7 separate regions of the Mus musculus genome follow, and all the other regions are linked to region 1. The links are chromatin contacts, called in public HiChIP or PLAC-seq and Micro-C maps. All regions are on one chromosome and are shown on one strand. The core of a region is the stretch at or near the end of the contact, and the rest is flanking DNA. Distances in the headings are between cores, read along the strand shown. Region 1 holds the start of Zfp703 (zinc finger protein 703). Region 2 holds the start of Pomk (protein-O-mannose kinase). Region 3 holds the start of Fnta (farnesyltransferase, CAAX box, alpha). Region 4 holds the start of Rnf170 (ring finger protein 170). Region 5 has its middle 27 kb from the start of Gm31727. Region 6 has its middle 20 kb from the start of Gm31784. Region 7 has its middle 19 kb from the start of Gm31898.

Evidence for each region. Hi-C and Micro-C count contacts between places; a contact is called where the count stands out from the background. HiChIP or PLAC-seq counts read pairs in DNA pulled down with a chosen protein or histone mark.
Region 2: a contact with region 1 is called in an H3K4me3 HiChIP or PLAC-seq map of embryonic forebrain, with 4 times the contacts expected there. The contact joins the promoter of Pomk here to the promoter of Zfp703 in region 1. A contact is called at or near these places in 13 of 39 promoter capture datasets (the 3T3-L1 cell line, 3T3-L1-derived adipocytes, the C10 cell line and 8 more), 1 of 15 datasets of contacts at CTCF or cohesin (large pre-B cells), 2 of 484 Hi-C or Micro-C datasets (CD8 T cells and embryonic stem cells), 11 of 115 datasets of contacts at active chromatin or transcription factors (bone marrow-derived dendritic cells, bone marrow-derived macrophages, embryonic forebrain and 6 more) and 2 of 9 other capture datasets (adipose tissue and embryonic stem cells).
Region 3: a contact with region 1 is called in an H3K27ac HiChIP or PLAC-seq map of extraembryonic endoderm stem cells, with 5 times the contacts expected there. The contact joins the promoter of Fnta here to the promoter of Zfp703 in region 1. A contact is called at or near these places in 8 of 39 promoter capture datasets (the 3T3-L1 cell line, the C10 cell line, embryonic stem cells and 5 more), 1 of 15 datasets of contacts at CTCF or cohesin (large pre-B cells), 4 of 484 Hi-C or Micro-C datasets (CD4 T cells, CD8 T cells and embryonic stem cells) and 8 of 115 datasets of contacts at active chromatin or transcription factors (astrocytes, bone marrow-derived macrophages, embryonic stem cells and 5 more).
Region 4: a Micro-C map of embryonic stem cells shows a contact between it and region 1, with 6 times the contacts expected there. The contact joins the promoter of Rnf170 here to the promoter of Zfp703 in region 1. A contact is called at or near these places in 14 of 39 promoter capture datasets (the 3T3-L1 cell line, 3T3-L1-derived adipocytes, the C10 cell line and 10 more), 1 of 15 datasets of contacts at CTCF or cohesin (large pre-B cells), 12 of 484 Hi-C or Micro-C datasets (CD4 T cells, CD8 T cells, the G1E-ER4 cell line and 5 more), 20 of 115 datasets of contacts at active chromatin or transcription factors (astrocytes, bone marrow-derived macrophages, cardiomyocytes and 12 more) and 4 of 9 other capture datasets (adipose tissue, embryonic stem cells, liver and 1 more).
Region 5: an H3K4me3 HiChIP or PLAC-seq map of bone marrow-derived macrophages shows a contact between it and region 1, with 8 times the contacts expected there. The contact joins the enhancer-like site here to the promoter of Zfp703 in region 1. A contact is called at or near these places in 6 of 39 promoter capture datasets (embryonic stem cells, frontonasal cranial neural crest, hippocampal neurons and 3 more), 1 of 484 Hi-C or Micro-C datasets (palatal mesenchyme) and 19 of 115 datasets of contacts at active chromatin or transcription factors (acute myeloid leukemia, bone marrow-derived dendritic cells, bone marrow-derived macrophages and 13 more).
Region 6: a contact with region 1 is called in an H3K27ac HiChIP or PLAC-seq map of acute myeloid leukemia, with 7 times the contacts expected there. The contact joins the enhancer-like site here to the promoter of Zfp703 in region 1. A contact is called at or near these places in 7 of 39 promoter capture datasets (the 3T3-L1 cell line, embryonic stem cells, hippocampal neurons and 3 more), 2 of 15 datasets of contacts at CTCF or cohesin (the NIH/3T3 cell line and large pre-B cells), 2 of 484 Hi-C or Micro-C datasets (nephron progenitors and uterus), 22 of 115 datasets of contacts at active chromatin or transcription factors (the NIH/3T3 cell line, acute myeloid leukemia, bone marrow-derived dendritic cells and 15 more) and 1 of 9 other capture datasets (adipose tissue).
Region 7: an H3K4me3 HiChIP or PLAC-seq map of embryonic basal ganglia shows a contact between it and region 1, with 5 times the contacts expected there. The contact joins the enhancer-like site here to the promoter of Zfp703 in region 1. A contact is called at or near these places in 2 of 39 promoter capture datasets (embryonic stem cells and stem cell-derived epiblast-like cells), 1 of 15 datasets of contacts at CTCF or cohesin (large pre-B cells), 1 of 484 Hi-C or Micro-C datasets (bone marrow-derived macrophages), 19 of 115 datasets of contacts at active chromatin or transcription factors (T-cell acute lymphoblastic leukemia, bone marrow-derived macrophages, craniofacial prominence and 13 more) and 1 of 9 other capture datasets (embryonic stem cells).

What each region holds. Positions count from the first base shown.
Region 1 is chr8:26,975,328-26,979,616 of GRCm38.p6, reverse strand. Zfp703 (zinc finger protein 703) reads right to left here and starts at 2,281. Exons shown (of 2, transcript NM_001101502.1): 1 at 2,006-2,281; 2 at 1-1,049. The coding sequence starts at 2,263. Gm39150 (a long non-coding RNA gene) reads left to right here and starts at 3,702. Exons shown (of 4, transcript XR_001778540.2): 1 at 3,702-3,944.
Region 2 is chr8:25,992,210-25,996,498 of GRCm38.p6, reverse strand. It overlaps Pomk (protein-O-mannose kinase), which reads left to right and starts at 2,378. Exons shown (of 5, transcript NM_029037.4): 1 at 2,378-2,412. Gm31402 (a long non-coding RNA gene) reads right to left here and starts at 3,205. Exons shown (of 2, transcript XR_378826.3): 1 at 2,936-3,205; 2 at 1-87.
Region 3 is chr8:26,013,290-26,017,578 of GRCm38.p6, reverse strand. It overlaps Fnta (farnesyltransferase, CAAX box, alpha), which reads left to right and starts at 1,969. Exons shown (of 9, transcript NM_008033.4): 1 at 1,969-2,198; 2 at 4,024-4,109. The coding sequence starts at 1,999.
Region 4 is chr8:26,117,230-26,121,518 of GRCm38.p6, reverse strand. Rnf170 (ring finger protein 170) reads right to left here and starts at 2,151. Exons shown (of 8, transcript NM_029965.4): 1 at 1,919-2,151; 2 at 956-1,079. Hook3 (hook microtubule tethering protein 3) reads left to right here and starts at 2,295. Exons shown (of 22, transcript NM_207659.3): 1 at 2,295-2,561. The coding sequence starts at 2,505.
Region 5 is chr8:26,237,723-26,242,011 of GRCm38.p6, reverse strand. No RefSeq gene overlaps it. Among named protein-coding and RNA genes, the nearest start is that of Gm31727, 27 kb to the left of the region's middle. Within about 2 kb of position 2,056, at least 45 of the 459 cell types and tissues checked have an H3K27ac peak or open chromatin away from gene starts, as enhancers often do. A contact at or near this core is called in acute myeloid leukemia, bone marrow-derived macrophages and trophoblast stem cells, where this site is marked.
Region 6 is chr8:26,289,983-26,294,271 of GRCm38.p6, reverse strand. No RefSeq gene overlaps it. Among named protein-coding and RNA genes, the nearest start is that of Gm31784, 20 kb to the left of the region's middle. Within about 2 kb of position 1,986, at least 1 of the 459 cell types and tissues checked has an H3K27ac peak or open chromatin away from gene starts, as enhancers often do. A contact at or near this core is called in acute myeloid leukemia, where this site is marked.
Region 7 is chr8:26,418,373-26,422,661 of GRCm38.p6, reverse strand. No RefSeq gene overlaps it. Among named protein-coding and RNA genes, the nearest start is that of Gm31898, 19 kb to the left of the region's middle. Within about 2 kb of position 2,436, at least 16 of the 459 cell types and tissues checked have an H3K27ac peak or open chromatin away from gene starts, as enhancers often do. A contact at or near this core is called in embryonic basal ganglia, where this site is marked.

The sequences.
Region 1 (4,289 bases), core at 1,032-3,531:
GCGCTGGAGGAGAGCGCCGCAGGTTGCAAGGGGTGCCCCGGGTACACCAGAGGGTAGCCACTGGCCTTAAGGCTGGGCCCGGTCGGATCGTGCGCGCTGCAAGTGGAACAGCTTGAGCCGCCGAGGTGCGAGGCGCTGTGGTAGCCTCCTAGACAGTAGGGGTCACGGCATAATCCCTGCAGGAAGGAGGGTGGGGAGGCCCCCGTGAGCGGGCTGGAGCTGGGGGGCTTGCCTGGTGGCAGGCCCAGGCCCCCGGACAGCTGACCTCCCACCAAACCAGACTTGCTAGGATCCAGGCCAGGAACGAACTGAGACGGGTAGCCGGCGTAGGCGCCCACGATGGAGCCGTGGTAACCGATGCTGGAGGGCGGTAGTGGGAACACCGAGTGGCCTGGTTTGTAGGGTGACACTGGAGCCACGTGGCCCGCCCCCACCAGGGCGGAGGGCGGCTCTGACTTGCGCCCCGATGCGGTGGCTTCCGGGCCACCGTGAGCCGAGTCCCCGCCGCTACCTCGGCTCCCAGCGGCTGGCTCGGGACTGGGTTTGGCTTCCTGCTCTTTCTTGTCCAGTTCGCCGGCCCCGCCGCCGCCGTTCTTGCAGTCTGAGTGGTGTGGTGAACCTCCGCGGGAGCCGCCGGGAGAAGACGAGTTTGATGAGGTGGAGACCGATGCCCCGTGCGGGGGAAAGGGAGGGCAGGCGGCGCTGGGGACCCTGAAGCCCGCCTTGTCTCCGGGGGACGAGGAGGACGAAGAGGTGGTGGAGGACACCGACGAGGAGCCGCTGTCTTTGCGGGAGTCGCCGCCTCCGGAGCCCTTAGAGTAGGGCTTGAAGCTCGACTTGTCCTCCGCGGGGGAGTCCCCCAGCTGCTTGAGCGCCGCGGCCGCGGAGGCGGCGCCGGGGGCGGAGCGGCTCGGGTCTTTCTCGGATCCCAGCCCGTTGGCCGCCGCCGCCGCTACGGAGTTGAGCTTGGATGAGGGCGGCGGGTCGGGCTTGCCGATCTGCGAGCAGGTCTGGGCTAGCAGAGCCAAAGGACTCTTCTTGGCGTCCAGCTGCGGGAGACAGTGGCAAAGGGGAGGGAGAAGGGGGTGAGACTGGGAGACTCACTAAGCGCGCGCGGAGAAGCTGAGCCGAGCACTGTGGGCGAGCGAAGGGAGCTGAGCGAGGAGGGTCACGGAAGGAGGGCCTGGCTCTGGCCGAGTAGCTGGGCGGAATGACACTTGCCTTGTGGGTTAGTCCCCGAGTGTGACATGGGCGCTGGCGCGCAGGAGAAATGGCTCAACCACAGCCCTCCCGGTTAAAGGTGACTTCTCTGTAATCCGGATGGTGATTCGCCCCTTTCCAGATAATTTTCCCATCTTTTTGGGCCAGGGAAAAACTTAAGCCTTTAGTTTGGGAGAACTTCGTTTGGGACGGGTTTCTGGTGATGGCGCTCGGTGTAAGAGCAGGGAGAGGCGCCTTCTAAAGGCAGAGCCGCAGTTGGCCCTGTGAGTAGCCCCTCCCTCTCTCCTTCCCTCCCTTTCTCCCTCCCTCCCGGGGAGGACACCCAGAGAAGTAAGATGAAGAAAGACCCAGGATCCCGAGTGCCTGGTTGTCTGCACTGTGCCCCTAAACAGACGGGGGAAGATGCAGAGGGACACCGGGTGGAGGCGAGGGAGGCCCAGAAGCCGTCTTTGGACAGGACTCTAAGGGGCCAGAGGAAAAGTAAAGGACTCTGGGCACCATAAGAGCAAATCCAGTCGGTTAGAAAACACGCAGCTCCAAAGGGCGACTGGGCAAAACCCTTCCACCCATGAGTCTAGGGAGAACCTGGGCGGGCGGGGAGGGGGGTGTCTGGTTCCTGCCTTCCGTCCCTCCTCAGGAGGTCCGCCTGCGTGGCCAGCTTCGGGCCTCGCGTCGCTACGGGAGGTGGGGTGGGGTGGGGGGTGGTGGAGGGAGCAGAGCCATGGGCCCAGCATGGGTGGAGGAGTGGGGTTCAGTTCTGGGTGGGCAGCGCCCGGAGACTGACCTCAATTGGGCTGACGGGTGTGGAGGACAGCGGTTGCAGGTACTCCGGGTGCAGGAGGTGACCGGTGTGAGCGCTCAGCATCTTCAGGACCCTGATAGGGAGCCGGTTCGCCTGGCGCAGGGGGTCCGCCGGGGGCAGGAGGGACACCACTGCCGGCACCGCCGGCCTCTTCCCGCCGCCGCCGCCGCTGCTGCTGCCGCCGCCGCTGCCGCTGCTTTCGGGTGTCCTTGGGTTAGATCCAGCGGGCGAATCGCTCATTTGGAGGAGGCAGTGCCACTGGGGGGGCGGGGAGGGAGGGGAAGCTCCGGGAGGCGAGCTCCCGGGGCGGGTGGGCTCGCTCCGCTGCGTCGAACGCCGTGCAGCAGCCGCTGCGCCTCCGTGCCGCCTCCCCTCCTCCACCGCCGCCGCCGCCGCCGCCGCCGCCGCCGCCGCCGCCGCAGCTAGCCCAGGCGAGCAACACAAAAACCTTCGCCTTCCGCGAGCTGCACGTCAAATAGCCGCGATCTGCAGCCACACTTCAAAGGGATCGCCGCGCCCGCCCAATCGCAGCTCTCTCCCGGACCCCGGGGCGGGGAGAGCGGAGGGCGGAGGCGGGCGCCGCCGGTGGGCGGGGAGAGTCTTAAAGCGCCCTAGCCGGTCGCCGCCTCCCGGCCTTCGCCCAGCGCTGGATCTGCTCCCCTTTGCGGGTTGTGCCCGGCTGCCCTAGCCCACGGGTCACCCAAGGGACGGGACTTCTGGACACGGGCTCTGTGCCCTCTCCTGTTGCCTGCTGCTTCCCACTAGTGTCTAGGGTGGAGACCGGGGTGGGAACGCAGGGCGCCTGCTCCGGTCCTAGGATCCAAGCCTCTCCCCGGGACCGCCGGGGGGCGGGCTACGCCTCGGGAGCTCGGCAGCTTCTCCGAGCTGCTTCGGCCGGTTCTCTTTCCCCTAATTGGCCTCTCCCGGATGTGTTCACTTGGAAGCGCCGAAGCCTTGGGGGCATCCACTATTCCCTGGGCGCTGCCTGAGCCCTTCCAACTACTTTGAGCCTGTCCAGTCAGACTGGAAGTGGAAGGACTCCCTTCCCGGTGAGACGGTCTAGGTGAAGCGTGGTTGAAGGTTTGGCTCCCTGGCCAGGAAGCGTCACCTCAAAGCTCCTGGAACGCCCCCAGGGGCGCTCTGAATTATAGATCGTGTTTGGTGTGTTTCAGGGTTCTTGTCCCGTTTAAAGTCATAAAGCTACCTCACTGTGCTGTGACGAGCTGAGCTGCCGTTTGGCGGCGACGTGGTTGGAGGTAGCATCAAAGTAGAGGCCGATGTCCTAGAGGAGGGGGGGGGTCTCAGCATTGCAGGACGACACAAACTCTAGAGACTGCCCCATTGGTTTCCCCTCCGGCGAAATTTCGAAATAAGACCTTTTTATTAATAATAACAGTACCCTCTCGGATTCCCCCAAGCCTTCCGGAAAAAGTACGTATTTACACTTGGCAGAGATTTTTACATAGTCATGGTCCTGACCATAAAGTTCTAGATCCTTGGCTCAATCGACTGAGCTTGGTCCTTTGTGCCCCAGCTCTGGAGTGACCACTTTTGCGTGCCCTCAGTGGCCAGTGGAGGCGCGCTGGTGTCGCTGTTCCTTTTGAATACCCTTTTCCAGTCGTGATTTGTCAGTCACTCTGACCATCAAGTTCTGACTTTGTAGGAGTGTTACCCAGGACTATCTGGTTCTGACTGCCTGATGCTGACTCACGGTTGTTTTTTTTTTTTTTTCCCTGACTCTGATATCATTGACTCAACACAACGTGAGAGCAAGAGATTCCAAAGGGGTCGTCAAAGTGAGCGGAAGGAGCGAATCATAGAACAATCATGAACTTCATGATGTGCAGGAGAGAAGGCGGCAGGCAGCTTCCAAGGCCACATCCGTCATACACAGAACTCAAACTCTCCCTGGAGCCACAAGGTTTGATAAATAAATGTGCATAGGTTTCTCAGAAATTACCCGACTGTCCCTTCCCTCTCTTTAGATCTTATAAATTTAGTGAATAGCCAGAGATGCCCTGACTCTGATGATATGGTCCATATTGCAGCAGGAGGGGCAAGAGAATGAATGGAAGGGAGGAGGATTTTCTCATTTATTTTATAGTACAAAGTTTTACTCTCTTCCCGCAACTCCCATAAGCTCAGCTCATGCCAGCCTATGCCTTCTGACCTCATGGTCATTGCGAACACTTATCTGTAAAATTCTACTCCAAGCTGGGTCTGCAGCCTCGTTCTTGTAAATGCAGCACCCAGGAAGCTGAGGCAG
Region 2 (4,289 bases), core at 1,129-3,628, 980 kb after region 1:
TTCCACTGGGTAGAAAGGAAGGCTTTACTGTGTTCTGGTCCTGCAGTTTTTGGTTGGCAGTCACATATGCTACTGTGGTGCAGGTGGCTGGGAATAAATAAGGAAAAGGCAGAAGTGAGAACAGGGATAGAACAACACAGAAATGAGGGTTTCCTCTACTTCCTGACTTAGGAGTCTTCTTTGCTGCTCCGTGGTTAACTAGAGGACTTCCAGGTTTTAGCCGTACTGAATTTAGGTCAGGGGAGAACAGAGCAGACATCCCCTGACCAGATCCATGCTGCTCCAAATGCCAGTCTTCCTTGACCACACAAATAGCTCTACCCTTAATTTTGCTTGGATTTTGAAGCTGTGCTTTATGGAAGTTTCCCATCTTTCTCGGAAGTCCCCTCCCCATCTTTTGTTGAAATCACTGTTTTATTGGCTTCCGGGGTGTGAGGATAGCATGGGCTCCTGGAGTCGATCCAGGTGCCACAACATTAAAAACATTTTTAAAGCATGGGATTGTTTCCCACCCTTAGCCATTGTCTTAGTTAACTTTCACCTTGTAATCAAATTCTCTGACAAAAGCAACTTGTTACTTTGTTTCATTATGCCAAGGGCACACAGGCTATCATTTCAAGACGGATACAGCAGCAGACAGTGAGTGATTTGATGGCTGCCCCATGGGAGATTGGCACTCAGACCCAGGAAACAGAGCGTGAACAGGAAGTAAGGCCTGTTAAGGAATCGCATCCTCTAACAGGGCTCCACTTCCAAAGCAGCCTGCCCCGCAGAGGACCACGTGGACCTATGCGGGATGCTTAGCATCAAAAGCACTACATCCATGTGCCATGAATAGCTCTTCATGTCAGGATGCATCATCACAGCATCACCTAATGTCACGTTTATTTGGTGTGTGTGTGTCCATGCGTGTGCATTTGGAGATCTAAGGATGACATGGTGAGAATCCTTCTCCCCTCCCCTAGGAGGGGTCCTAGGAAACTGAACTTAGATGGTCAGGCTTGGTGGCAAGCACGCTGACCTGCTGGCCATCTCTGTGGCCCCCTGCAGCATCATCACTTATTATAGCAAACTCTATATAACACACCTCCTGATTTTAGTCCTTTTGTAACAGGTTGCTTTGGAATTTATTTTATGTGGCTGGGTGTTCTGCGTGCTTATATGTCTGAGCACCACGTGTGTGCAGTGCCCTCAGAGGGCAGAAGCGGAGGAGGTCTAATCCTCTAGAACTCAGTTACAGGTGGTTGTGAGCTGCCAAGTGGATGCCAGGAACCCAGGTTCTCTGGAAGAGCAACCAATGCTCTTACCTACTGAGGGGGTCTCTCCAGCCCGTATCTGAGTCATTTTTAAGTGTTTATTTCAGTGGCATCCAATATATTCACATTATTTTACAACCATTACCTCCATCATCACCAGAAGTTTTAAAGCTTCACAAACTGAAACTATTCATTAAACAGTGTTCTTAATGGTGTTTTTTATATAATGCCTATAATTTATTTCTGAAATACTTGCTGTTATACATCCAGGTATATTTTCTACTATAAATAGCCCTGGTGCTGGAGAGATGGCCCCACAGAACCTGAGTTTAGTTCATATAGCATTGGTATCTGGGGGACCACAATTACCAGCAAGTCTATCTATCACTCCTGGCCTTTGAGTTCTCTGGCACACCACACACAAACGCATTTGTCAGTCTGAGAAGCAAAAGTTGCTTACAGGGATTCTTTGAAGGGAGTTTTGTCGGTTCCTCTAGTGCTTCCTAGATCAAGATTCTGGGTTCTTTAGCATGCTTAGAGTTTGGATAATAAACATAGATGGTTTTTGTTTTTACCCACACACTGTATGTTTTGATTTCAAATCTGGAAAATAAATCAGTTTAGAAGTAGATGATATGTCTGATTTTCCATTTCCCAACCTTACCCCTCCCATTTCACTTCCAGTACTAATACTAGTGTAGCACGCTGAGACCTTCCAGCCTTCGCATGACTTGAGGTTTGGCCCTGAAATCTGTGACGCGCAGCTTGGCGTCTCAGGCCAAAGCTCCAAAGTCACATAGTTTTCAAAGCCAGAGGCATTATCAGTGCACTGAGCCTCACTCTGCGATTTGCTCGTGTTGCTTTTCTGAGGATCACTCTTTGGCAGCCACCGCTTTGCAGAGAGTGTAGAGCTGTAGATCAGGAAGCAGCCCCTCTGAGGTCCCCAGTCCCAGGCTCAACCTTGCTGTTGCAGCCTGGCCTTCACCAGTTTGGCTAGAGGAAATGAGGACCAGGGTATGGATGACCGCGCCTACGCTGGCGCGGGCGTCCACTGTAAGGCAAGAGGCGGCCACCAGGAGGCAGCCTCACGCTCGTCTCCGACCGCTTCCGGCCGCGCAGGCGTCCTGGAATGCGAGCCGGATTTGGTGGTCGCCAGGTAGGCTCCGGGGCGTAGTGAAGCGGGACAGGGTTCTGTGGGGCCTTTCCAAGCCTGACCCTCCTGAGCCCCCGGACCCAATCCCAAAGTGGATCCTCTCATGGGGATCATGAAAACTAAACCGGGTACTGGTGCTGGCTCCTCCCGTGCTTACCGCGCACCCCTCCTCCGGGTGCACCATGCATTCCCTTTGGATGCTCACCACGCAACCCCTCTCCCGGTATCCATGGTATCCCAGTACCATGCACCGGGAGCTGCTATTGAACCATGTGAGCGGAGGCTGTCCGCCATGCTCTCGCTTTCTCTCCCCCTCTTTGTTAAAAACCAGTTTTAGACCTTTAGTAAATTTGATGCCCCCCGCCCCCACCTTCGCCTGTCCAAACTAAATAACATCCAGACTGTTTAAATAGTTATCGGGAAATGAAATTTAGTCTGAATTGGGTGACACCAGCTCCTTCTCGAATTGTGTAAAATATTCTGCATATTGGCAATTCATTTAGTTGACTTATTTCCCTTGACTAACCTAAGCAGTCGACATACAGCAGCTGGTCCTTTTTCACCGTTATCAAATAGCCTTGGTGTTTAAACAGTGCCGGAAGTTCCCGCTCTGCCGACCACACATACTCACTTCTTTAAGCTCTGGGCTGCCTGGGCGGTCCACAAGAAACAGGTGTGTTAATCGATTGCCAAGCAAAGAGGGTTCCGCATAGATCTGATAGTATGGATTCTAAGGCTGGAGAGATGGCTAGTGGCTAACAGCACTCGTTGCAGAGGACCTGGGTTCAATTCCCTAATAGCTCCCCACTGTCCATAATTTCCGTTTCAGGGAATCCAGCACTGTATTCTGACCTCCCTCGGCACCAGGCACACATAGCACATATTGTACAGTGTGCATGCAAGCGAACACTCCTGTGTATAAAATAAGTAGATTGAAAAATATGAATTCTGGGTTCCTGCAGCATTTTGTCAGTGTTGCTGGCCTTTCTTGCTATGGTCAGCTTTTAAAGGGGAAGGATTTTCTTGGGCTCAGCCGTGGGATTCTTTGCTTATGGCCTGTGGTCATTATGCTCGTCGTGGCGGGAGAGAGCGGTGGAAGAGAAAATTGAAGAGGGGAAGACCATGATGGGAGAGGTCATCTTACTTCCTGGCATCCTGGAAGCACAGAGACACAGGCTGAGGGCCCAGTGTCTCCTTCTAGGTCACGTGTTACTGACAGAAGCTTCCTTGTAGCAGACTCTGCCTCCTCGAGGTTCTGCTGCTGTCTGGTAGTGCCAACAGCTGGAGACCAAGTCTTTAATGAATGGGCCTTTGGAGGATGCTCACCCAGACCATAGGGGACTGAACATGCATATATGGTACTGGAGTATGAGTAGTGGGTGAGAATTTTTTTTTTTTTTTTAAGATTGTAAGTACACTGTAGCTGTTTCAGACACACCAGAAGAGGGAGTCAGATCTCATTACAGATGGTTGTGAGCCACCATGTGGTTACTGGGATTTGAACTCAGGACCTTCGGAAGAGCAATCAGTGCTCTTAACCGCTGAGCCACCTCTCCAGCCCCCAATAAAGACAGTTTCTGTGTGCTGCCACAAATCCCTTGCAAAAACCCTGGAAAGGGGCTGACAATTTTACATTCAAAAGTGTGTGTGCCTATGTGCGTGTTTCACACGTGTGTCATGGTGTACATGTGGAGGTCAGAGTGCAACATGGGTGTGGCTCTTGGCCTCCTGCCTTGTTTGAGACGGTGTCACTTTGTGGTGTCCCGCCATGTGTCTGGCTAGCTGGTCCAGCAGCTTTTCGACTATCCGCCACCAGTGGGATTACAGTACATCTGGCTTCTTTGGGATTCTGGGGTCCTCACTACCCATTGAGCAATCTG
Region 3 (4,289 bases), core at 720-3,219, 960 kb after region 1:
AAGTCCTTTTTATTGATGTCAGACCAAGAGCAGGCTTATGCCTCTGAAATCTCTTGGTGCTCATGCTAGGGTTAGAGGGCTCTTAAAGACAGAAACCGCAAAGACTAGTTTACATCAACGTTAGATGGGAGTCAGTGTGATCTTAAAACATTTATTCCTGGCAGAGCATAGTAATTATTTTAGATATAACATGTCAATTATTTTTGACATTTCTAGTTATTTCAGTTTACTAATTACTTTGACTGATACATCTAGGCCATAGAAATCCCAAACATATTGTCAAGGCAGATGTGACCATTAGAGGGAGGAGGGTAGGGGGCTGAGAACTGTCTAAGCAAAGTAAAATGCAGTCAGGACAGGATAGCCTCCCCCTAGTCATCTCAGAGTCCCGGCTGCTGAGACCCCTCTCCCTCGGACTCCTGTGTGCCTGCTGGATCCTGTTAGATACGGACTGAGTGAGGGGAAGAGCTCCTTTGTTGTGGACACTTACCGAATACATTTCGAATAAACAGAACTTTCATCTGCACTGGAAAATACAAATCCATTCCACCCTAGTTCCCAACCTATGGAAGGTCTTAAGGGAGAATCCAGAGAACAAAGGGAATTTCTTTTAAGTTCCCCCAAAGGTGGGCTCCCTTCTGGCAGGTAAGTCTCAGTCTCTCTCTCTCTCTCTCTCTCTCTCTCTCTCTCTCTCTCTCTCTCTCTCTCTCTCTCTCTCTCTCTCTCTCTCTCTCTCTCTCTCTCTCTCTCTCTCACACACACACACACACACAAACCACAAGGTAATGAGTAAATAATATATCCACCTGCCTCTGCCTCTGCCCCTCTGCCTCTGCCTCTGCCCCTCTGCCTCTGCCTCTGCCTCTGCCCCTCTGCCTCTGCCCCTCTGCCTCTGCCCCTCTGCCTCTGCCTCTGCGCCTCTGCCTCTGCCCCTCTGCCTAAGTGCTGGGATTACAGGCATGTGCCACCACTGCCCAGCCAATACTAGCATTTCTAAATCCTGGGTTTGATCACTAGCACAGCTGCACTGAGAAACTCAGCACAGAAAAGTTGGTTTGACTGATAACACCTGTGGGCTATTAGGATGTGGGGAAACTTCAGCTAAGATCACATACCGACCTCTGTTGGAATCCCAAAAGTCCCTTTTCTACCCTATAAAACCTCCAAGGCCCATGACCATCCTTGGATTTTTTTCTAATTAAAGGACAGTATGCTTATAAAGACATTTGTCTCTTTTATTCCCACTTTGCCTCAATCGGTTCTGATTTAAGAACCTTCCCTAGAATATATGGTGACCAGACACTATGGTCTTTGCGCTGCTGCGAATGAACCTGGTGCCTATTGTATAGTAAATATTTGTTAATTGAATATATCTATTCTCTATATTTAGAAAGGAGTTCTGCACAGATCCAAATTTAATTCCAAAGACACCCCCCGGATTAATAAAATGCTGCTATTTTATTATAGGATTATATAAACGCCTAGCACTGAAAAACATGTAAAGTGTGAAAGAATGTAAAGACCCTTTTAAGGTTAAAGTGGAAGCCTGAGGGGGGAAAGAGGTGGCTGGCTGTGCACCGTTTGCAATTCTTCACACTCCTAAGATGGTCCAAAAGAAGGGGGCCGCTGGGGACTGGAGATGTAACTCAGTGGTAGAGCACATGCCTAGCATGTGCAAGTCTTCCGGTTCCATCCTAAGCGTTGAAAAAGAAACAAAAGCAAGGAAACAGAAAAGTTACCCAACAAAGGAAACAACAACTAATAACACTGCTTGCCAATTAGCACCTAAAGGCCTCTGAAAACCTGCATTCGGGAAGGGGGCCCTGGAAACACAGCAGCGAGGACAGTAGGTATTCAGGCCAGGCCTCCGGGCCGGGCCCTCTACCCCACGCCTCTATGGTAGGACCCGAGGAACCGGAAGTGGGCCTCGCCGGGGGCGGGGCGGGCCGCGGAGGGGGCGGGGCCTCCACCACCACCTCTGCTGCGGACGGAGGCGAGATGGCGGCCACCGAGGGGGTCGGGGAATCTGCGGCAGGCGGCGAGCCGGGACAGCCGGAGCAGCCGCCGCCCCCGCCTCCGCCGCCGCCAGCACAGCAGCCGCAGGAAGAAGAGATGGCGGCTGAGGCCGGGGAAGCGGCGGCGTCCCCTATGGACGACGGGTTTCTGAGCCTGGACTCGCCCACCTATGTCTTGTACAGGTAACGCCCTCCTGCGGGCCGCGGCGCCAGAGGCCCGGGGCTGAGTGCGAGCGACGACGACGCAGCTCGGCGGACGGGGGCGCCCTCCGAGTCCGCGCCGCGCAGCCCCGGGTGGCCGCAGGCTGCGGCGGCGCTCTTCTGAAGCTAGGGTGCGGTGACACTTCCGTGGTCCCGCAGTGCTGCCCTGCTGAGAGCCGTGCATCATCCGAAAGGCGCCCTTTTGACAGCTCGCTATGGGATAATGTCACTTAAGCGGCCAGATCTGCTCTTTACAAACACTGTCGGGCCTTTGCGTGCCTTCTGCTGCCTGGAGAGAACTTTCCTGCCTTTCCTTCATCTTGGCCACTGTGCACATCCCTTCTGTCTTCCTTTCCATGTCCCCTAGTTCCTTGTCAAAAAGTACTTACTGTTTTTTGTAGTTCTACCTAAACCCTTTAGGTGACTCATTTGCCAGGCTTTCAGGAATGAGTGAAAGGCATTATAGAGGTTTCTGCAGTTGGATGACTTGAGATTGGTTGTGGGGTCCCATAGCTTCAGAACTTTCCTCTGATTTATGAATTATGTTCTTCGGATGGCTGATTTCCGAAGAACTAAATGACCGTGTTTGCCGTGCCTCTCTCCAAACTATAGGATATATATATATACATATATACATACATATGTATATATATATATATATATAAAATTAGCAGGTCATTCTTTTCCCCATATTCTTACATAAGGGATGCAATTTCAAGGTTAACTGCGTACCACAAATGTCTGCTGTCAGTAACTGATTAGTATAGAGAAGAAGAAAAGAATGTAAGTCAAGGCTGGCCACACTGAGCAGTTCATGGAAGTCTCCAGAAGTGCCAGTTGTTGCAGTCATACTGTTGTTTTGAGACTGTTCCCTGGATTGTTAGCATGCATACAGTATGCTATGCAGGTTTTAAGTACTCAAAATTATTCCTTCTCAAAGTTGCCTTCCAAAGTTGACTGGTAACATTATCTTCATCTTATAAATGAAGAAACCAACATCCAGGCAGATTAATGACTTCACACAGGAAGTTGTAAAGCTAATATTCTGGCTTAGGCAACTGTCAGATTCCAGAGCCTTCTCTCCCTCATGCTAGGCAGGCATCTCCACATGCCAGGCCCTCCCTCTGCCTAACAAGTCCCTCTGTAGTGACAATAACTCATAATGCTTCCTTGGACTTTGGGGGGAGTGTTGAAGTATCACATGTAGGACTTTGCGCCTGTGTTCTACCTCCTGAGATACATCCCCAGTCCTAATTTGAGTTTAAAAGGTTAGTTCCTACTAAAATGCATGTTTAAAAAAAAAATACTAACTCCAGAATCTTACTAAGTAAATGGGGGAGGCTAATTTTTAAGTTAAACCTTGGATACTTTCTAGAAGACCACATTTTGCCACACCATAAATTTGAAATTGTTGATTTATTAACTTTTATTTTTTAAAAATAGGCGTTTTCAGCCAGTTGGTGGTGGTGCATACCTTTAGTCCCAGCACTCGGGAGGCAGGGGCAGGTGGATCTTTTGTGAGTTCAAAACCAGCCTGGTCCACAGAGCAAGTTCCAAGGCTACACAGAGAAAACCTTGTTTTCGAAAAACCAAAAAAAAAAAAAAAAAAAAAAAAAAAAAGAAAGAAAGAAAAGTATTTTACTGTATGTGTGTGTGTGCCTTGTGTATGTCCAACCATTAAGATCTCCATTTGATTGAATGATTATTACCAATTAAAAACAAACAGAAACAAAAAACAAAAAAGCACCAGAATTGTTTTTCGTCTAACATGTTTGCATATAATCATGGGGAACATGTCTGTTTTCAGGGACAGAGCAGAATGGGCTGATATAGACCCAGTGCCCCAGAATGACGGCCCTAACCCAGTGGTCCAGATCATCTACAGTGAAAAGTGTAAGTTTACATTTATTAGGAAAATAGCTAACAAAGTTGAAATTTACAACCATATAATAAGAAAAGTGAGAGATTTTTGTTTACTAAGAACCTGAATTACTTTGCTGAGTTAATATCTTCTTTGTCATTTATTTGTCTTTGTATTTTATTTAGGAGATGGAGATAGTCAAAGCAATGAAT
Region 4 (4,289 bases), core at 902-3,401, 860 kb after region 1:
TCTGCCCCGAAAAGTAATTAGAAGCATAAAATAAACCAGTAATGCTACACAGGGCATAAAAACACTGCAGACTCACAGATTTGAAAAGACATACTTTATCACCACTGTATCACAGCTTTTGAAAGCCCAAGTGGTTACAGATACCACAGTCCCTCCCAAATGGCTAAAACCTGTGGCCGTGAAGCTAAAGGCAAGGCCGAAGTCAATGTAATCTACACTTACTATCTGTTTACCTAATCAGCTTTAGTCACTGAAAGGTGACACCGGTTCTACAGAAACATTTCAGCATGGAATGCTGGACCTCTAGTCTGACAAAGATCCAGAGGCACCCACATAGATACCATAAGAACAGGAGATTCAAAGTTAGGATTTCTCAAGGTATCTCTGCTCCTGTTAAGAAGAATGTTCGCAGGAAAAACCTTTGAGAAGGCTTCAGATACAGTTATTTATTTGCTTATTTTTGGTACCAAAGATTGGTGTTTGCTAGGGTAGTGAATCTAGCACTACCTCCTCAGCCCAAGATTTTTCGAATCTATGAAACGATCGATTACATGTGATCATCAAGCAGTAGTCGATAAAAGGATCATTTTAAAAAATTTAATGCTGCCAGCGGTGGTAAGCCTTTGATCCCAGCAATCAGGAGGCAGAGGCAGGCAGATCTCTGAGTTTGAGGCCAGCCGGGTCTGCAGAGCAGGTTCCAGAATTGCCAGGGCTACACACACACACACACACACACACACACACACACACACAGCCAACCACGCAAGCAAAACAAAACAAAAACTCAATGTTTTTTTGAAATCCTAAAAGCTCAGCGAGAAAACCAACTTCAAATGGGAAAGAAGTCCCCAGGAACTGAAGAAAAAAAAAAAAAAAGTGAAGGTGTGCCCTGGGAAGATAACTTCTTCCCAGGCACTGCTAATCAAAGACTGCATGATCTGGTGGTTATGCATACCTTTGAATCCAAGATTCTCCTAGGACTCCAAAGCATATATCTTGTATCTTGTTGTCTTGGAAACGCCAATATCTTTGCATTAAGGTCGACTGTTTATTATAGCATTATTCTTAGACGCCCTAAGCTGGAACAAAGTGCACATCAATAGTAGAACGGGTACAAGGCTGTAGTCACACAATAGGATATTAGACAATCATGGGATTTTTGCAGATAATTTAATATTATTTAAAAGCCAAAGCCACAATACATATCCATTCATAAAAGTTCAAAATCAAACAAAGGAAAATTATACTACATGCATAGTCATCTGGTTAAAAAGCTAAAAGGGAAAGCTTTTAAAATAAAGTAAGTGCCTATCACAAAAATCAGATTAGAGATGGTATGGATGGAAGAACTCTTGGGAATGTGGCAATTCATTTTATTAATATTCCTCAAACATGTACTGCTACGCACTGTTCTGCATGCGACTTAAAAACGTATATGAAACCTTCTACAAGGCTTGTATTAAAAAAAAAAAATCGAAAGTCGGGCAAGGATGCACCTCAATGAAGCCAACTCCTAGCACAAGAAGCAGGCCTTAGGAACAGCAAGGGTCCTTACGCACTGGGGAACTGGCGTCCACCCTCTGTCACTTTGGGTAAAGTTTTTTGTGGGAGAAGGGGGCTCCAAGGAGGAACGCCGGGCTCCCCACAGCCGGGCCAAACCGGCCCCCAGCCTCCGAGACGCGCCCACGTCAGCCGTTCCACCTTCGCCCGGAGGGAGACTCTGGGCAGGCTCCGGCGACTCAGGGAAGGCTGCGCTCCGGCTTCCGGAGGGAAGCGGTGGGCGCGGAGCCTACCCTCGCGCGGTCCCGCAGCTCCCCCCACCGCCACCGCGCCGAGTCCCGCAGTCCGCGGGTCCCCGGCCCGCCCGTGCGGGGGCGTGGCCTGGCACACGCCCGCGGCCGGAGAGGGGGGCGCGTACCTCGTCGCGGCCGAGGAACTACCGGGCCAGTCGGCGGGTCGGCATAGAGCTCATTTCCGGGGACTACCTAGCTACTCCTCCCGTGCAAACTACAGGCGGCTTCTTAAGCCAGAGCGCCGGCGTCAGCGCACGCGCAGTGCGGAGCCCCGGCGAGGGTGAGCGGACTGGAGAGACACACAGACCGGCCGCCACCGCAGGGCCCGGCCGGGGCGCGCGCCCGCGGGCCTTGGACTGGCTCTGGGAGCGCGCCTCTAGGGGCGGGGCTGAGCGAGCGCGAGCGTGCGCAGTGGCCCTCGGACCTCGGGACTCGCGCTACGCGGCGCGGCGGGGCGCGGCGCTCGCGCAAGAGGGCGTGGGCTGGCGGCGCCGGGTGCGCGCAAGGGAGTGCGCGGCCCCGAGCGAGGGAAGGAGGGGCTGGTGACAGTGCGGAGCGATTGCCAGCGTCCGCGCCCCGGGAGCGGACGGACGGAAGAGAAGGTCCGCCAGACGCCCGGTCTGCTGCCTGACCCCTTCGGACTCAAACCCCGAGCCGAGCGGCCGCGGCTTCTGGTTGGTTGAAGGGAGACGCTGCGGCCACCCCAGGAAGATGTTTAACGTGGAGTCTGTGGAGCGGGTGGAGCTGTGCGAGAGCCTGCTCACTTGGGTACGTGGTGGGCAGCGGGCCGGTGGGAAAGCTCCGCCACCTTTTCGCGGACACCGGTGCTCGTCCCGGGGGGCGAACGCCCCGGGGCGACCTGCCGTCACATCCGGGGCTTGGGACGGGCGGAGCTGAGTAGCCGGTGCGGCCGCGTCTACACCCGCGGCCGGGTCAGGGTCAGCAGGGAGAGGCCGGGCTCAGGCAGGCTGGGCCCAGGGTCCAGGAGGAACTTGTCCGGCCTGAGATGTTGGCTGCTGTCCGAGAGGAAACCTGCCCGGTGGGGGCTAATGATGGGGTGCAGGCGACACTGTAATTAGGACTGTTTGCCTTGATGAGGCGCTGGCGTTTCGCTCCCAAGCTCCCAGTGATCCAAAGCGTTGGTTCTGCCTGGGCGCCCGGTAGAGGCAGTCGGGACCCCCTAGTTAAGCGATGCTGCTCGCCTTTGTTGTAGCGTTCAGCCAGGATGGAGTGTAGCCCCTTGAGGGATGGATGAAGCCCTGCCCATTGGAAAATAGTACATTGGCAGGGTGGATAGACAAAACATGAAGAATCACTCAGAGGCAAAACATTTAAAACGCGAGATGCATTTTGACTGTTATAAACGATGTGATGGTACCTATAAAAGGAACCAACGATAAAAATGTTGAACTGGAAAAATTGAGGGATTTCGTAATGGAACTGAAACACATTTTTAAAGCACCATGAGATTCTAATTTGGAATTGATGAGGGTTAAGGTTATCGAATTTTCAAGTAAACATGCAGGATTTTGTCAATAGTCATGGCTTAAACGGCCCTTTTCATTAGCTGGACAGTTAACCGTGTTTGTTTCTGGTTTTCATATGCTGGTTGGAGGTAGGTCCAGGCATATATGCAGAGCCATGGGATAAACCAGGAACATTCATTTTACTTACTGCTAGAAATGTTAGCTGTCCTTTTTAGAAGAACCCAGATACATTTACAGTGGCTATTGTGATACATGTTAATTTTGTTTGCTTATTGGGGGAGATGGTAGTATTTGGGCCTCCTGCATTTTAAGGGAAGGCTCTACCACTAAGCTGTTCATCTCCTGGTCTTAGTCACTTTAAAGGTAAAATGCAAATAGCAAAAAATTCTACTGAACAGTGCCTTAGGTTAGAGGTTCAGATCTCTGGAAGGTAACCATCACTGTTTTGTGCAGGAACACTGCCGAGAAGTTTGAGAACTGTTAACTTAGGTCGGTTGTAATAAATGTAAGAAAAGTAGAATCTACAGATGTGTGTGCATTTGAGATAGGATCTTGCTATGTGGCCCATTTTGACCTCAAACTATGATCTTGAATTTGTAGCAGTCTGCCTGCATCACTACACCCAGCTTGAAGTTTTGTTTTTGTTTTTGTTTTTTTATAAACTGGGTATGTCATTAATCTGATTGTGCCCTTTGAAGCAGCCTTTATACAATGGAGACCTTTATGGTTTGGTTTTGTGTTAGATCATTCTTGTAATTTCAGATCACTGGAAATAGTGCATAGTTAACATGCTCTGTAAGTTCCAACTTCAAGCCTGAAGCTAGACTTCACTGCTATGCTTCAGATAGAGAACGGCGATAGGTGACACGACAGAGCTACACCTCAGCCAAGTTTCAAATTATTCTTTAAACCAGGAAGACTTTTGAAAGGATGGGAAATGTTTCGTGCCCTGTCAGTATATAACAAGCTAGCCCAACAGAATATGCTTAAACATTAAACCTTATCCCCT
Region 5 (4,289 bases), core at 807-3,306, 740 kb after region 1:
GTAAATTCTCCCGTCGTGCGTTCCCGCTTTGCCTTCAGTCTTTCTAAATAGTGAATCCCAGTGTGTGCTGTGGAACTCCACTAATATCCATACATGGCTCCTTTGCCTGTCTTTCTTCACACCATTTCTTGCTCCCAGAGTCCACTGTGTCTGTGAAAGTCTCATATGCACTCGTTTTCCAAAAATGTTAGTGGAAGATATGGTAGCTTCTTCTTCATTGCCTCCCAAGGCATTTCCAGGTTAAACATGTATCATGCAGGGCCTCAATTAAGGTGAATGCAAGGGAGACATCTGGGGCACGAAATTTAAGGATCCTGAGATGGAGACATAGATCCTCAGTGTCTGCACGATAGGTGATCACCTACCTCACCTTATTTCTGACACTGCTGTGGCCACAGAAAAGGAGAAGGCTGGCTCCAAGGCCAGCAATGGGCAGATAAACCAGCATCAGAAACTTGTGTAGCAGCCTTAGAATCCATGCCTGTTTTCTCTTAGTGAGAGTAGTGTGGTCGCTGGCTGCCTCCTCTCTCCTGGAACCCAGGCTGGTAGGGAAGGCAGATATGATTCCTGCACCCCGACACCCAGAGAGAACAGGCTCCACTAGATGATGTCACCAGTTGGGTAAAAGCCCGATGTGACATCTAGCCAAGCACTTAAGCTCTCTGGGCCCCATTCTGGTTCCTTAGGCCTTTTGACTGTGAATTCTCAAAAAGAACCTTGGGACATCAATTATGCATCATAAAGATCTCTCCCTTGAATTTTTACCCCCTTAAAACACGACTTACTCGGTTAAGTGTGGCTGGAGACTCATTGATATTTTATTTTCCCAACACATTCATTAAAGTCACGTGAAGTGCCTTCTGTAGACGCAGACGACAATAACAAGAATAAAAGATGATAAATGCAAATAAATGGCTTGATTGGGGGGTAGAAGAAAACCATGTGACCTGGCACTTTATCTTAGCAAAGGTACTTGAAGGTCTCATCCCAAATCTTTTTCCGAATTAGAAAAAAAAATTACATGGTGATTTTTCCTTGATATCTTCAGGAACTGACACTAGACGCTTCCATAGATGCTATAATTCTTGGATGATCAAGCCTCTTGTCATAAAATGCAGTAGTATTTGTATATAACCTATGCACATTCTCCCATTTAACATTATCTTAGATTATTTCTATTGCCTATAATGTAAATGCTATGTAAATAGCTATAATATCGTGGCTTAGAGGACAAAGATGAAAGCAGTCTGTACGTGTTCGGCATCAATGCACTTTTTCCATGAATACTTTCCATCAGCAGTTGGGCCAGTCCTTAGCTGTGAAACCTACCATACAGAGGGCCAGCTTCCTCCATGTCTTCTTTTTCATTCACACATGTGCATGCATGTGTGTGCACATGTCTATGCAATCGTGCATGCATGTATACTGCATGTGTAGCTTTACAAATGTGCATGAGTGCATGTGTGTGTGTGTAGGTGTGTGTGTGTGTGTGTGTGTGCGCGTGTGTGTTTTAAGTACTACTTCAAATGAATTATAAAAGAGGCAAACTTCTACTCGTTGTCACTGGCACCATCCTTAAGATAACCCCATGGTGTTAGTGCTTGGTTGACTGGGCTGATCTGACTAGCTAGGGAAGGTTCCCTACCTCCCTCATGGCTCCATGCGCATCCTTTCTGAATCTTCCCATTTGGTTGAAGAATTCTACCTTCCCTGATAGAGGAGGACCATTGTTTGTCAAGAGTATATGAATAGCTGTCTTCCTCTTCTAGGATTTCCAAGATCCTCTCTGGATAGGAGTACTTGTTTGTATCTTCACTGTGCTCCTCAGAAGAGAGAGAGAAAGAGAGAGACAGACAGAGAGAGAGAGACAGAGACAGAGAGAGGGAGGAAGTGAGCAGAGGGAGAGGGAATGAGAGAGAGAGAGAAAACACACACACCACCTAGAACCTCTCTCTCTGGAATGCCTCAGGCTTTTCTAAACTGTAGTCACTGGTACAGGAAAGAAAGAAGACAATCTTAAAGGTGCTATCAGCTGGTTGCCATGAGGAACAAGGAATGAGGAAACACTATTCAAGCAAGCAGAGTAAGAACGCCAAGGCAGGAATGAGTCAGCCTAAACAGAATGAACTAGGTTAAAACGTCCAATTTCCTATGACCTGCAATCCCCTGTATGATGTTCCTAGAATGGGTCAACATTACAGAGTTTAAGTGAGGAAGTGAGATTATCTGATAGACTTTGGTAAGCTACCCCTCTAGTGTCCGTGAGCAATAAACATGGTCAGGCAGGAAGAATGATGTAACTGCCACATTATCCCTAAACAATACCGTGACATCACTCCAGGAAATGAGGAAAGCACTTACACAGCTTGGCCAAGACAGCATTCTGACCACCAGCATCCTCTTCTAAACTCAAGCCCTTTTTAGGGTAACACTCATCCCTCTATTAAAGTGCAAGATACCTCTCCCTCCCTACTGAATCCAACCAAGAAAGGACTCAGAGTACCTGACGTTCAGAGTCCATTGTTAATTGTGCATGGAAACCCTCTCATCAGCAGAAGGGACTTCTAAGTGTCTGAAGAAGTAGATGCTGACAGACAACAGCAACTGAATAATTTCCATCCAACCTCTCTTCCTTTGAAAAGCCATGGTTAATTTGAATAAATGTCAGACCATGGCCCGGATATGCTTTACCAGTGTCAATATTTTTGCTACCTAATAGTACACAGCATTACACCTGAAATTTTCCAGGGTGGCAGGGTGTTATTACAAAAGATTGCTTAATTGTAGATTGCTACTGTACATTTAAATTTCAGTAGCAAATTAAGTTGTCAGACTTAATTACCGTTATATATTTAGATTATGCCACAGATTATTTAGTTCACTACTTAGGTTTGCCAACCTGTTCCCCTTGCAGTGTGACAGGGTAGTAATTAGAGAATTACGGGAAACCATTCAAGCTTCCCATAGACATGTCCAGGAGGCCTGGTGCTCTTACAGATCCCTTGGAGAGTCTTCTTTTCTGTCCCCACAGCCCCAACATCGGAATGAATCTCTCCGGAAGAGTTGTGGAGCATCCCAGATGGATTTCTACGCTTTTCTCTATCTCTGGGACACTGCCTTAATACACTCCGGGACTCAAATACTTTCCATTCCTTCTCCTCTAGCTATTAGTAGCCCTCTGACATTCGTGAAGCACTTTGTATTAGCTCTGCCTTGAAGAACAGCCCAAAAGTGTGGGTGCTGAGTTAGGCTAGCTGCTAAGCGGGGATGCATTGAATAGATGGCTCTTGTCACCAAAGCCTAGATGACTCCCTTACCTCTTTGTCCTAAGAACTTTGCATTTTCCCATCCTAGCAAAAACTACAAGGAGTTGATGGGAATATATTTCGTTTTCCCAACATTACTCACTGGCAATCACAGAGATCTGTGTCGTGCCTGTGACATCTGGTTCCTCAATCCCATACAAGGTAGAGGAGCTGCGGTCAGCAGTCACGTGATCTGACAACCCAGCTCTAGACCCTGGTACCAAACATCAGTCATCCCCAACAAAACCAAGGTGTAGGTATTTTCCCATTTGTTGGTGAGAAGAAAAACCACAATTTTGCAGTGGGAATTACTCTCCGATACACTTTAGGTGTGGTCAAACAGCTGGAAGCTCTTGGGGAGTCCAACTGGTAGATTTGTTTGCTTCGACTCCATAGGAACTGGTTACCCATCTAATGGGGTTAGTTATTAAATCAAATGCTTAAGAGGAATAGAGAAGGGGCAAAGAGAGGGTTTCCACCTTGAACAGACCCTGCTTCTCTCTCAATATGTTCTTCTAATCTAAAGCCAAGGTGGGGCAGGGCGGGGCAGTCGTTAGTCTATAGGTTTGAAGGAAACTTGAAGATAATCTTCTGTAACTCACATATTGAAAGCATCCTAAGGAGGAAAACAAAACAAAACAAAACAAAAAAAGCTATAGGCTTCTTCTCCAGGAGCTGGCCTGGTAAATGGATGGAACTAGAAAAGATCATATTGAGTAACCCAGATCCAGGAAGACAAATGTGGCATGTTCTTTCTCCTTGGAGGTTCCTAGCTCCAAATCGTCAGATGTGAGGACAGATCCTGCCCATAACTTTAGAAACTAAACAAGTGAAAGGGGAGCATGGGGTAGGTGGGTGGGGAAGAGACATATCAGGATACAAGTGATTAGGTTGGGGAAACAGAGAAAAGGGGGACTCCAATTAGGGAGAAGGATGGAGAAAGGAGGGATGTCTGAAAAAGTCATAAGTAATCGTACTATTAAC
Region 6 (4,289 bases), core at 737-3,236, 690 kb after region 1:
TCTTACAAAACCATGGATCTCTAAGGAAAGGCTACCTAAGAGGCCAAGCATTACAAATAGGTCTTACCCTTTTCACTTCCCTCTCCCTCTACAAACCATTAGATTACATTCCTAAAGCTAGTCCCCAAGGCCCATTCCCATATTCGGCCACTAATTCCTGAGACTAAACACCAACATCCAGCAATCCAAATTCATTATTTGTCTACACTGGCTAACCTGTCCAATAAGGTCATACCAACACACCCAGCACAGACTTTTCCTTTGCTCCTTAAAAACTCACTCCTGTCTGATTCAGAGGAAGTCTCACCCCAAGCCAGCTCCTCCTTTGTGATAAGAACTTGGTGTCTGGGTCTGTCCTGTACTAACTCTGTGGGCCTCCCAAACCCTTACAGCTGAAAAGCACAATAGTTCAGGCATGCAACTTCAAGTCAGCTGCAGGGTATAAATATCAACCTATTGCTTCCAAGCTGAACAGCCTTGACAAAATTCCTTCGACCACTGGTTTTCAAAATGTTGAATAAGAAGCATACACCACACACACACACATACACATGTAATTTGCATACATATAGATGTGTTTATACACATATGTATGTGTGTGTACATGCAAAAGCACACATGTGTTCTGTACACATAGACAGGTTGAGAGCAACTTAATTTTCCAGCCAGCAACAGGTCACGGCCTTCAGTTTGAAATCATTAACCTCCCTGTGGTCTGTCTCCTCAAATGAAAAACAGGCTTATTGCAAGGATCACTTAAGTTACTTTGCATAAAATACCTTACACACTGATCATCTCCCACCTGGTAGCTATTACTATTGTCAAGGTTATTATCGTAACATCATTTAAAACTACGACTTGCAGCATCTGCACAGTTAGTAAGGGATGAAGATAAAATTCAAACAAGGAGTTATTCTTTCCCTCGTCTCACAGGATCATTTCAATATAATTATTCTTTTTCTTCATTCGATCAGATAAGAAACATTGAAGTGAAAAGCATGTGGCAGGCACGGGGACTGCACTGAAGATACAAGCTGAATGAATCCAGCTGCTGTCTTTATGCAGCTTGAGGATATAGAGTATATAGAGTATACAGAGGATATAGAGTATACAGAGGATATAGAAGATATAGAGGATATAGAGCATATAGATATACAGAGCATACAGAGGATATAGACATATAGAGTATACAGAGGATATAGAGTATACAGAGGATATAGAGGACATAGGGTATATGGAGGATACAGAGGATATAGAGTATGTAGAGTATACAGAGTATATACAGTATACAGAGGATATAGAGGATATAGAGTATATTGAGTACGTACACTAAGCCATGCAGTCCAATAGCCATAGCCACGTATGGCCATCCGAGTTTACATTAGAATTTATAAAAGTGAAACAAAATTTAAGACTTCCGTTTTTCATCACACTGGTTCAACAGCCACATGACTGCCGTGTATAACAGCACAGACACTGAACGTTTCTATAAGCATAGAATTTCTAGAGTTTAAAAAAGAGTTTTGTAGGATGAGGACTTGGGCTTAAAATCTAGAGGAGAATGGGGAGAAGGACTCGGATGAAGTGGTCTCCCCATTTGGAAAAAGACTCCATGGATAATATTTTACCTACTTGAGCAACGCCGCCACTGGCCTAGCTAAGTGCCTCTCTCTCTGCTCACATACATGTATGCATCCACTGGTGTCTCCATCTATCCTTGTATTTTCTATTGTGAACCTACCCTTTAACAGCCAAGCCATCTCTCCAGCCCACCTCTATCTCATCCTTTTCTTTATGCTAGAGTGTCCTTTTCAGTTCTAACACACTACATAGATATTGAGGGAAGGAGGTGTAATACTATTCACAGGGAAACTGAGGGAGAACCAGCTCTGAATGCAGACTTCAGCCCTGTCTAGAGCCTCACACTTCCAGCCCCACTCGGCTGCTGGGTAACACTAGCCTGTTCTGCAAAACCAGCAGAGGCAAGATAGGGCCCCGGGGCATTTCGTCACTGGAGTAGAGTCTGGGCAGCCGTGTCTACAGGAAAAGCACTAGTGTCATACTGGGGGAGCCTCGCCCTAACAAGCATTAAGCCAGAGCTTTCCTGACCCTACTATATATTCAGTCTAATGAGTTGGAGTTGCTTTCCTGGTGGAAACAGCCAGAGGGCTGACTACCTGACAGAAAGCTGCCATTCCTTGACTACAGGGCCTTAGATTCCACTTTGACTGTTCACTGACTAGACTTGGCCTTGGCTTTTGCCTTGGACATGGGGTCTTGACAGGTCCTTCACACCTAAACTCACCAAAGTCTACAAAAATCAAAATCAAAATCAAAACAAATTATCGTGATGCATTCTGCTCACTTGAAGAGAGAGATGTAGCCTAGAAAAATTTCCGGGGAGCAAAGTGAAGATTAATTTGTGCTTAATGATTTATCACAGATGTGATACACAGTATAGGATCTAAGGAAAGTGCAAACACTTGGAAAACAAGGCTGGGTTTAAAACATTGTAACTACACCAGCTATCACCATGAACAAGTTGGCCACCATTGGGTTCTTCAACTTACAAAACAGGTTCAAAATGTCCGTGTGTGCTGCTCAGCATTTAATGAGGTTCCACGGATGCACATATAACAAACATTGGTGGCAGGGTTCTTTTTCTCTGTCTTCGCTTCCAACGTTTTCACATCCTGGAAGCGATAATGTTGTCAACTTGAGTGGACCGAGCAAAGGCTATGGGATTGGTTACGAACCCCTCTGGGTGTGTAGGAGAGATCATCTCCAGAGATTACTGGAGGGATCTGATTTAATGAAGGTTTAACATGTGGAAGGGTTTATATTTTCGACGAACTATTGAAAAGTAATGTAACTGTGGAAGGTCAGGTGGTAGGAAGTAGATCACTGTTGATATCTTTGGGAGCTATATTTTGTCCTGACTCCTTCCTGCGACTCCCATCTGCTCTGTTCCCTGCTGCCATGATCTGAGATTCTCTGTCACACTCCCTCTACATGATGGGGTAAAACCTCTGAGACCATGATCTGAAATAAGTCCTTCCTCAGGTGGTTTGTCTCCATTGTTTCTTCCTAGCAGTGTAGAGTCGGACAAACACTCTTGCCTTGGCTGCCTTTCCATCTGAACCTGTTCTCCGTTAAGACTTCTTCCTGCCCATGATCTTCAAAGTCAATGGGAAATGTCCAGAGGAAGAGTGATTCCAATCCCAGGTGAGAAGGGACTGTGTTGGATGGAATTGGGTCAGGGTAGGTGGTGTTTTTTATCCTGTCCATGGGACTGAGGAATTTTTTCCTGGGCAAGCAGATTATGAAAAACGAGTAGTTAACCATTACATAGACTTCTTATTTATTTATTTTTATTAGATATTTTCTTTATTTACATTTCAAATGTTATCCCCTTTCCTTGTTCCCCCTCCAAAATACCTACATCCCATCTCCCCTCCCCCTGCTCACTACCCCACCCACTCCTGCTTTCCTGTGCTGACATTCCTCTACACTGGGGCATCAAGCCTTCACAGAACCAAGGGCCTCTCCTCCCATTGATGTCCAATAAGACCATCCTCTGCTACATATGCAGCTGGAGCCATGGGCTCCTCCATGTGTACTCTTTGGTTGGTGGTTTAGTCCCTGGGAGCCCTGGGGGTACTTGTTGGTTCATATTGTTGTTCCTCCTATGGGGCTGCAAACTTCTTCAGCTCTTTGGGTATTTTCTCTAGCTCCTCCATTTGGTGACCCTGTGCTCAGTCCAATGGTTGACTGAGAGCATCCACCTCTATATTTGTCAGGCACTGGCAGAACCTCTCAGGAGACAGCTATATCAGGCTCTTGTCAGCAAGCACTTGTTAGCATCCACAATAGTGTCTGGGTTTGGTGACTGTATATGAGATGATCCCCAGGTGGGGCAGTCTCTGGATGGCCTTTCCTTCAGTCTCTGCTCCACACTTGGTCTCTGTATCTCCTTCCATGGGTATTTTGTTCCCCCTTCTAAGAAGGACCGAAGTATCCACACTTTGGTCTTCCTTCTTCTTAAGCTTCATGTGGTCTATTACACAGAGTTCTTGATTACAACTCTGTGTGAGGAGTCCTAAGAATTGAGAACTATTATCACATACTGTATTAGCTGCTTCTTGTGTGTGTGTAGGCTTGACACAAGCTAGGATCATCAGAGAAGAAGGAGCTTCAGTTGAGGAAATGCCTCCATGGGATCCAGCTGTAAGGCATTTTTTCAATTAGTGATTAGTGGGGGAGGGACCTGCCCATTGTGGGTGGTGCCA
Region 7 (4,289 bases), core at 1,187-3,686, 560 kb after region 1:
TTAGGGTACAAGAGCAGAGATGGTTATTAAGTGGTGAAGTGAATGTAAGTCACACACTTGCCTTAATAACCTAGTGTCAATGTCACTCATCGAACCTCCACAGACGCACTGCACTTGGTTAGGTGGCACATGGGTATTCTCTGTTGGTTTTGGTCAATACATATATATGTGTGTGTGTGTGTGTGTGTGTGTGTGTGTGTGTGTATTATTATTATTGACCACCCATAACGAGCTCTGATGCCCTCTTCTGGTGCATCTGAAGACAGCTACAGTGTACTTATGTATAATAATAATTAAATCTTTGGGCCTGAGTGAGCGGAGTTGACCGAAGGGAGTGGGGCTGACCAGATCGAGCAGAGGTCATAAAAATTCAATTCCCAACAACCACATGAAGGCTCACAACCATCTGTACAGATAAAGTCTATTCATATACTATATATGTGTGTGTGTGTGTGTGTGTGTGCGTGTGTGTATGTGTGTGTGATATATATGTATGTATATATACATATATATATATATATGTATATATACCTAGAACTTCTAAACATAGTCTATTAAAAACAAACAAACAAACAAACAGCAACAACAACAAAAACAAGGAGCAGCAACCTAAAAATCAAACATAGCCAGAGCCTCACTGCCTGGAGCTGTAGCAAGGACCTGGCTGGCTCTGCTGCAGATAGCACCTTAGATTTCAGGGTCCAGGTGGCAGGAAGCATGAGGAAAAGGGGGGAAACTATGTGGTCAGGAAAACGTGCTGACTGCAGAGCTAGGTCCCAGGTGAGTTAGAGACATTGTTTTTGAAGTGTTAAGGAGTGAATGACCTTTTGACCTCTGAACCAGACTCCCCCTACATCTTCTCATCCCTTTGAGACTTAACTCTAAACTATTACCAGGCTTGTGGATACAACAGAAAGAAAGAAGGAAAGGGGGAGATTGGAGGAAGAAGGGGGAGGGGAATGGAGAGGAGGAGGAGCATAGAGAAGGAAGGGGGAGGAGGGAGAAGAACAGGGAACAGTAAAGGAAGGAGAGGGTAAGAGGAAGGGAGAAAGCAGAGGGGTAGAAGAAATTAAAGACAAATCTACTGCTTGGCTTTGCTGTTGCCAGATACAAACTTAACCTAGAGAAGAGACCTGCTCATTTCTGCCTGCAGTGCATAATACCCAGGATGCCCTGATTTTTTTTTGAGTTGTTCATTGTTTGTTTGTTTGTTTTTTACATTCAGAACTTTTTGCTATAATTAGAAATTTCTTCCCTCTATCTACTCAGAGAGGCAAAGTTGAGAGCCAGGAGTACAATAGTGGCTATAAACACTATGAGACAAGAACCACAAAGGGTGTACTGGAGACGAGCCTGTGGGATAGGAGGAATTCCTGGATGCCTAGTCTGCCCTTGGCTCTCCACAGCTGCCCTTCATTTAAGAGGCACCAAAACAGAAACCCGGGGACATAGAAGGATAAACAACTACCGCTGGACTTAATCCATTATCTAATGGGCACCACTGGAGAGCTCTTTCTAATTGGGCCTATTTTAGAGGTTTGATAGAGGAGTCTGTTGACAGAAGCCTAAAGCAGCCATCACTCAAACCTGAACCAAATAAAATAAAAATAGAGAGAAATAAATAAATAAGAGAGATTCAGCCAGAAATAGGGGAATGGAAGGGTTGGAAAAAGAAAAGAAAGAGAGGGAGTTCACATTATCAACCAATAAACCCAATAATCCATTAGCAACCAAGGTTGCTGCATAATATAGTACTTCCCTGGTGCTATAATTTATACTGCAGACTAGAGAATAGACATGGTTATTAGACGGACGGCTACTGGATGACACATGATGCATGACCGTGCGGCATTGATCTTCACACAACAGGAAGGTGTCTAGACCGGGAGATGTATGGTTGTGCGATTCGGAGCGGGGCATATTTCACAGGAGGCCTAATGGAGTGGTGGAGCTGTGATGGATGGGCTCGCCCAGTTTCAGTAGCTGAACAGTTATAGCTGTGCTAATGCCTGACCTCTCCTGAGCCTCTTGTCCTTCATGCAGTCACGGTGACCTCATCTAAAGGGACAGAAAATGAGATGGAGAACTGGGGGAAGATGGAGAGAGGTGAAGCCTTCAAGGGGGTGGAGGAGAGAGGGTTGCTCTGAAGGAGGCAGACAAGGGTCCTATATAGAATGAATTGAGAAAAAGAAGGGAAGAAGGAGGGAGGCAAGAATCAGGTGAAAGGCACCCTAGCTTCCAGATATAAATCAATGTGTTGATAAAACAAAGATAGGGCTCTCCCATGTCTCTCCCAACCCCACCCCAAGTCAGCAGCACTGGGTAGCCCAGGGTTGCAGTTATGAAAAGCCTGGGGCTCTCTCTTCTGTGCAGTAGGTCTCCATCCCCAGAGGAGAGACTCAAGGAAGGGGTGAAGCACTGAGCCAGGTCTTGTGCTAATGGAGTGAGGAGATTCTGTGAGCAGCTTTGAGTAATCCACATCGATTATGCAATAACGCAGAGAGAACCGGTCTTCCTCCCTACACCCGCACTCCGTTAGACGATGCTTAATGCATCCTAATGACACTCTTGATCATTCCTGGGAAAATTAATGATTCATGCTGCAGCCAATCCAGATCCATCCAGCTCCCCCTTCCTCTCCTCCCCTCCTCCCTCCCTCCCTCCTCCCTTCCTGCCACCCTCATAATTTTTTTTTCTCTGTATCAGTGTTGTGAGACAGGCAGGACTCAAATCTTACCTCTTATCTGATAAGTAAAACTAACTAAGCAGAAGGCATGCACTTCTCTCTAGCCTTCATTTCTGCGTCTCCCATCATGTCCATGCCCCTCTTTATTTTGAGTCAATGAGCTAGAGATGCTGCAATGAAACGACTCAGGTAAGCTTCTAACAGAGTCCACTGAGGATCAAAAGCAAGTGTCAGAGTTGCTCGTATATCTTTAGACGTTCCCACGGCCACCCAACCACCCTTCAGACATGGTAAATAATCATCTCTCTCAGTAAAAGAGAAGCCTATTCCTTCTGAAATCCAGTAAGACTTTCCCAGGTTAATATACTACTCTGTGGGTGTTCTCAAATCTAAGAGTCAGTTCAAGTAGCACATAGATGCTTCGCTAGGGTACAAAGGATTTTTCACTGCTAGAAGCTACTGGAACTGTTGGTTTTGTTGTTTGTTTGTTTGTTTGTTTGTTTGTTTCACTTTTAGCCTCTGTGATGATTCTAAAACTTGTAAATAAAATTATGCCAATCCCATGATATGGCTGTTTTCTGAGTCTTTCTTGTTAATGTCATTAAGATGCTCGGCAGTGGGAAATTTGTAAAGAGTATACATTTATTTCCCATAGTTCCCATGGAAGATACAAGGTTCAAGGCCAAGGTGCTGGCAGGTTGACTGTCTGCATCTGTTTTTAAGATGGCATCTTGTTACATCCTCTGAAGGGAACAAAAAAGGAAAGGGACAAAGGTTGCTTAAATCCTGGTTGTGTACCACTTACCTGGTTTTGTTTTGTTTTGGTGTGTGTGTGTGTGTGTGTGTGTGTGTGTTTTCTTTGCCTACAAATATCTGTGTACCTTGTACACACAATGCTCTAGGGGGCCAGAAGAGGACATCAAATCCCCAGGAACTATAGTTACAAACAGTTGTGAGATGTTATGTGAGTGCTGGGAATTGAACCAGGGTCCTCTGAATGAACAGTCAGTGTTCTTAACTAAGGAGCCATCTCTTGGACCCCTTGACAGCTCCTATTTGGAACAAAAGAACCTTTGTGCCTTAATCACTTCTTGATGGTCTCGCCTGAATGCCATTCCATTGTCAGCATCTGGATTTTGAAGTGGACACATTCTGATCACAGCAGCTGTCCTAGGAATCATTAAAGGCATCAGATAGCTGGCAGATATGACAGCTAAGCTATACATACATTTTATAAAGAGCCTGAGATAAGCTGGGCCCTTATAAGAATAAATTAATAAGACAAATGTACAATTTTGGCATCTTAAGAAGGCAAACATTAAACAGAATGCCATAAAATAGATGTATTACAAAAAGCAATTCATACCGTTGGAAGATAGAGCAGAAGAGAAGACCTAGTGTCTGTGCAGCATATCTGCTACTATATTGAATAAGTGATGTGAACGGTTTCATTTAAGCAATAATACAATGAGGTAGTGCGCTGGATAGTTTTATGCCAATGTGACACCGCCTAAAGTCATCCGAGAAGAGGGAACCTCAAGTGAGAAAAAGCCTCCTTAAGATCTGTCTGGAGAGCACTTTTTTTTCCTTTTTCTTTTCCTTT